Linked DNA regions of Cricetulus griseus: region 2 is linked to region 1. The links are chromatin contacts, called in public Hi-C maps. All regions are on one chromosome and are shown on one strand. Each heading gives the region's core, a stretch centred on a gene start, on an enhancer-like site or on the middle of the called end of the contact. The rest is flanking DNA. Distances are from core to core; before and after follow the strand shown.

Region 1 (2,873 bases), core at 311-2,810:
ATAAGTTTGATTCACATTGTTGCTTCGCCACTCACTATTCCTGTGACCCCAGTAATTGTGTCAGCCTCTGAGAGCCTGTTTCCTCAGACATAAGATGGAGGTGAGATTATGTATGGCACGTGTCTGTCATGGAGTTTAAACAGGGTCGAGTGGTAAGATGCACCAGAGGTCCCTTTAGCACATTTGCTCTTTCCTTCCCACTCCTAGTCCTCCTCAGACTGGTGCATCTGAGGGCTTGGCACGGTCAGTCTGCCTCATGGGCTCAGTTCTCCACTGGCTTTGACAGGCTGTGACTAGCTGCGAGTCCTGCCCGACTTCTTGGCCTCTAGTCATCTGACCATGCTTGAAGGTGATCTAAAAGAAATGGAATGTGAACCATGCACTAATTTGTAATTTTTCAGTGACTATATGCAAAAAAAATAGCTGGTAAACTTAAATTTAATTATATTTATTTGAGTCAATATATCAAGATAATATTTGATGATATTTCAATATAAACTTCATTTAAGTTACTGTAATTTTTATGTCATTTTCCTCCTGTACAATGTTTGAAATCCAGACTCTTTGGCCATGTCTGGTACTGGGCAGCACAGATTTTTAATGCAAAGGAACCAAGAGTTCCATCCAAGGAGGTGGATACGGACTGAAGAAGCAAAATAAAAATTAATTAATTAATTTATTAATTTATTAATAACTGTGGCTCCCTCCACAGTGGTAGGAGGACTTTTGTTCTCAATTCTTCACTTCTTTCTGGTCCCCCAAATCCAAATCAGCTATTCTTACGTTCCTCTCCTCCCTCTGCTCTCTGGCCCCGCCTGTCACAATAAGATACAGCTCTACGTAGAGGAAGGAAAACCAATTACAGGCCTCCTTGTGAGCAGGGAAGCGACTAAGAAGGTCAGAGACAAGTCCCCCTGGACCTCAGTCTCTGAAAGAACTAGGGGCACAAGGACATGCCAAATACTCTCCCTATGATTCCGTTTAACATGTATGTAGAGTGATAGCCCAGTGAAGGGCCTGAGAAGGCATGGCAAGTGGGCCACAAAATCCCTGGCCTCACAAGCTTGCTTTTCAGAGGGAACTAACTTCATTGATGTGCATGAGGCCTCACCTGAGGCTGGAAGAGCCTGAGGTCTAGAGACTCCAGAGAGCCAAAAGAGTTCTTTATCTTTCCATATCCAGGAACCCTAAAATATAAACAGATGAGAGTAGAACCGCCCACGTAGAATAAAGCATGTGAAACCCAGACTCCAGTGCTAGGAGCTTCTCCTTTTGCCCCCAGTAGCTCCAGGTGACTTCCATGAGGCCCTTGGATCCCACCCAGGAATCTAGCCACCCACTAATCTTGTGACATAGGATCTTCACAGGGAGAGGCCTCCATCTTCCCTCCCCTGGACAGCACCTTGCCTAGAGGAAGGTTAGTTCCCACAGGCTACTGTCCTGGGGAGGAGAAAATGCAGTAGTTAAGCCTCCTGGTGGTAACAGTCACTGGTCATAGTCTACTCCATGTCGCCATGACACTGTCATCCCACTCCATGTCTGGAATGCTTGCTGCGTGACTGTTCGATGATGTCAGTTTCCTAACGCCGCAGTCATACACAGCTGAAGCAGCCTTCCCTCCACTGTTAGATTCCTCATCTTGAGCACACATTCCTGGGGAGAGCTGGGTTTCTGTCGTTAGCAGCCATGTCATGCTAGGCACATTCCTCTCTGTCCCGAGAGACACTTCATCATCTATAAAACACTGTGGGAACACCTGCTCACAGATGGTCATGGGAATTAAGGAGAGCATGAATCCAAAGACTTCTCACACCTTGTAGGCACTCACTGCAGACTTGGTCTCTTTCCCCTTAGCTGCCATTCAAGGAAGAGCCTACCCACCCTGCTCCACTCTCTCAGTAAGAGTGGTTTTTAATGTGGAACTCAAGGGTCCCACTGAAGCTGTCTAGAGCTACAAGGATAGAGGCAAGTTGCTCCTGCAGAGTGAGACTATGAGATCCTCAAGGCCAATTCCACCTGAGTGGCTCCACCATTATCCTCTTTGTTTTAGGTACGAATATTGTTTGAAAGGGAAAAAGAGTGATAGAAGTCACTTCATTTTTCTTTAAGGGAGGAAGCAACGTTTAGAGTCACTCTGAATGTTCCAGCATTTGACATGCTGTTGTAGACTTTCCTACAGTGCAACATCTACCAAATTCAGGCTGCCCTGAACCCCTGGCAAGAGAATTATTTACTGTTACACAAAGAAGGTTGGAGCGCACGTGGTGTGTGTTAATTGTGTCTGTGACAGGATCAAGTGTGCTCTCCTTATTGGGGATCAGAAAAAAGTCATTGTGAAATTGTCAAAGACATAAGCATAGAATCAGGAAGTGAAATAAACATGAAGTTTTAAAGTAATAAAAATCAAGGCTTGTGCCGGGCGGTGGTGGCGCACCCCTTTAATCCCAGCACTTGGGAGGCAGAGGCAGGTGGATCTCTGTGAGTTCGAGACCAGCCTGGTCTACAAGTGCTAGTTCCAGGACAGCCTCTAAAGCCACAGGGAAACCAAAAAAAAAAAAAAAAAAAAAAAAAAATCAAGGCTTGTTGTTGTTTGTTTTGTTTTGTTTTGTTTAAGATGGAACTTGTTTCTTTTTAACTGCCTCATCCTCGGATTGGAGGAGAATCAAATGTCTTGTTCCAAATCTTGGTGAGACCGGGATTCAGAAAGTAACGATGAAGCTACTGTGTGTGTTGATTGCAGCTCAGGAATAGGGGACTGCTCACACTCAGGTGTCAGAGCCCACCCCCCTGCTTCCTGGCCTGGGCTCCTGAGCCTTGGCTGTCAGCATCCAGTGCAGGTGGAACACTCAGCTCCTTGCCTTTCTGGATTCTGT
Region 2 (2,780 bases), core at 136-2,635, 73 kb before region 1:
CAGATTTCTCCACAGTCAGGCAGGGCGAGACCCCAGAGTTCTCCACGGTCAGGCAGGATGAGCCCCCAGATTTCTCCACAGTCAGGCAGGGCGAGACCCCAGAGTTCTCCACAGTCAGGCAGGGCAAGCCCCCAGAGTACTCCACAGTCAAGCAGGACTAGGCCCCAGAGTTCTCCACAGTCAGGCAGGACGAGCCCTCAGAGTACTCCACAGTCAGGCAGGACGAGTCCCCAGAGTTCTCCACAGTCAGGCAGGGCGAGCCCCCAGAGTTCTCCACGGTCCAGCAGGGCGAGGCCCCAGAAGGGTGAGCGGCACTGAGAGGACAAATGAAACTTCTCATGGCCAACTTCACCTTCAGGTTTTCCCAGCTCACAGGGAGGCCATCCCTGGCCACCAGAGCTGGCTCTGCAGATGCTTGTCTGTCGATCTGTCTGTCCCCTTCCCTGTCATGCTCCCTTCAGAGCTTCATTGCTGCTGCATGCTGTACTTTACCCTGGCTCATCTTGTCTTCACAGCATCTTTCCACTTGACTGCAAGCACAGCAGAACTGGGATTGGCCTTTTGTGCACTAAGCACACAGTGGCACTTGGTGACACTCAGTGACTGCTTGCTGGGTATAAGGAATAATAGAGTCCAGGCCTCTTGTTGAACAGGTTGCACACACAGTGTTCTGGGGCTCTGAAAGGTGAACAGATTTGGGGCCCCTAGGTGGGAGCAGCTGGATATCTGAGGAGGTCCATCTAGGATAAATCCGGGGCTACTTCAGCCAGAACTTGGCAAAGAGGCAGTCATGAAGAAGAGGTTGCCTGGAGAGCTTTCATGAGGGATAGCGGTCATTCCTAAAGTGTTCTGGGCCTGGCCACCAGCAGCCTGCTTTGCATTCTGTTCACTTGATCAAGGGGAGGGGGCCAGCGAGAGGAGCAGTCACATGTTCCCCAGAATCAGCTTCTTCTGGAGAGTCACTAAAGACACAAGCTGTGGTACCAGGCTTCCTGGGTTCAATGCCACCTCCCCCACATATTTGTTGAGTGGCTTTGGCAGCGTTACTATGTCTGGGTTTCTTCCTCTGCACAATGGGAATGATATTAGCAATGACCTCACCAGGTTCTTGTGGGGATTAAACGAGCTTGTGTAAATATCGGTGGTTAAAACAGCACGTGGTGGAACCATGTGAACATTCACGGTGATCTTTGGGATCACCGGGGTGGAGGGTGTCCCCTGATCTCCTCTGTTCTTCCTACAGTGTAGAGCTTCCCCCTACTACCTGCTTCCTGTAGCTTCCCACAGTCTAGGTCTCCATTTCCTCCCACCCTGCTGAGCCACAGGGTATCTGTAGCTAGGCTCCTCCTCCCACCATCTCCTTCCCCTGGGACTTACAGGTCATGGGAAGACGGTCCTGGTGGGATGAGTCAGCCTGTTCTGCCTTGCCTCCCTGCTATGTGTAGCCAACCAGCTACAGGAGGTAAAAGTTAGATGTTGATGACATCCCAACTCCCATCAGGAAGTCAGAGATGTCTCCTGAAGAGAGGAACCCAGAGCCCGATCATACCTGTCACCAGAGGAGTCAGCACTGACCCTAGCTATGGTCTCCGTCCCTGTACCATTGCTGTCTGTCACAATGTGGGCCTGTGAAAGACTTCACCAATTCCTGGATCTGGTGTTGTCATCTGTCTTCCAGGCATTACTTGTGTCTCCCATCCTATTCGTTACTGCAAAGGACCCTGACTTCCCTTTCTCTCTCTCTCTCTCTCTCTCTCTCTCTCTCTCTCTCTCTCCTTTCTTCCTTCCCTCCCTCCCTCCTTCCTTCATTTCTTTCTTTCTTTCTTTCTTTCTTTCTTTCTTTCTTTCTTTCTTTCTTTCTTGTTTGTTTATTCTGCTTTTTTTTTTCCAGACAGGGTTTCTCTGTGTAGCTTTGGAGCCTGTCCTGGAACTCAATTTGTAGACCAGGCTGGCTTCAAACTCCGAGAGATCCTCCTGCCTCTGCCCCCGAGTGCTGGGATTAAAGGTGTGCACCACCACCACCTAGCTTGGACCCTGACTTTCTGGATGCCTCAGCTATCAGAACCTGATGCACTTTCATACTGTCCTTACTTTCTCATCACTCTGTAGCCCTGACTCTACTTTCTTCTGCTTTTCCCACCCTAGCCACCCCACTCTAACCTGCCCGCCCCTCCAGGAAGCCTTCAGAGATTGTCTAGGAGCTTGCTACTCAAAGGGCAGTCCTCTGACTGTTGGTTCGGTGAGAATTTCAATCCCTGAAAAGGCAGTCTGGGATCGTACGGTCACCGGTACAGACTGACTGATGATAGAGGAGAGAGCATGTCCAATCCCATGAACAACAGAGCAGGCTGTGTGCCTGTCTGACACCCGAATCCTGCTCCTACACCAGCCCATGCATGTGGCTGGCAAAGGACATGCCAAGGGTCCTCGTACAAGGTCTCATTCCCGGCACAGGCTTAGCAGAGACAGATCTCTCCTTGTGTACTGATTTGCCATGGTATGGTCCAGGAGGCCTTGGCTTAGGAATATGAAACTTCTCTCTAAAACCACCAGCAAAGAGAACTGCTTAACTCATTTGTTTAGACCTTGTCACGTAGTACCTGTGAGCCTGTACAAATTACGTTGGGATGCTTTAGTTCCCTTACTCCCACACCCACACATCAATTGCTAAGGTTCTTGTTGGAGGTGCTTTGGTCCCTGATGGACTCTTGCACTCATTTCCCAGGTGGGCTGGTGGCATTGGCAGGGGCTGGGCTGGAGGAGGGGTGGTGTCAACACAC

Evidence for each region. A called contact is a pair of places that touch in the nucleus more often than the background predicts.
Region 2: a Hi-C map of fibroblasts shows a contact between it and region 1, with 2.9 times the contacts expected there. The contact joins two enhancer-like sites. A contact is called at or near these places in 7 of 8 Hi-C or Micro-C datasets (the CHK-Q cell line, the CHL-YN cell line, the CHO-K1 cell line and 3 more).

The regions. Positions count from the first base shown.
Region 1 is chr5:53,330,443-53,333,315 of CriGri-PICRH-1.0, reverse strand. All of the region lies in intron 27 of Igfn1 (immunoglobulin-like and fibronectin type III domain-containing protein 1), which reads right to left. Among named protein-coding and RNA genes, the nearest start is that of Pkp1, 19 kb to the left of the region's middle. Within about 2 kb of position 1,560, at least 1 of the 6 cell types and tissues checked has open chromatin away from gene starts, as enhancers often do. A contact at or near this core is called in fibroblasts, where this site is marked.
Region 2 is chr5:53,403,421-53,406,200 of CriGri-PICRH-1.0, reverse strand. No RefSeq gene overlaps it. Among named protein-coding and RNA genes, the nearest start is that of Tnnt2, 21 kb to the left of the region's middle. Within about 2 kb of position 1,385, at least 1 of the 6 cell types and tissues checked has open chromatin away from gene starts, as enhancers often do. A contact at or near this core is called in fibroblasts, where this site is marked.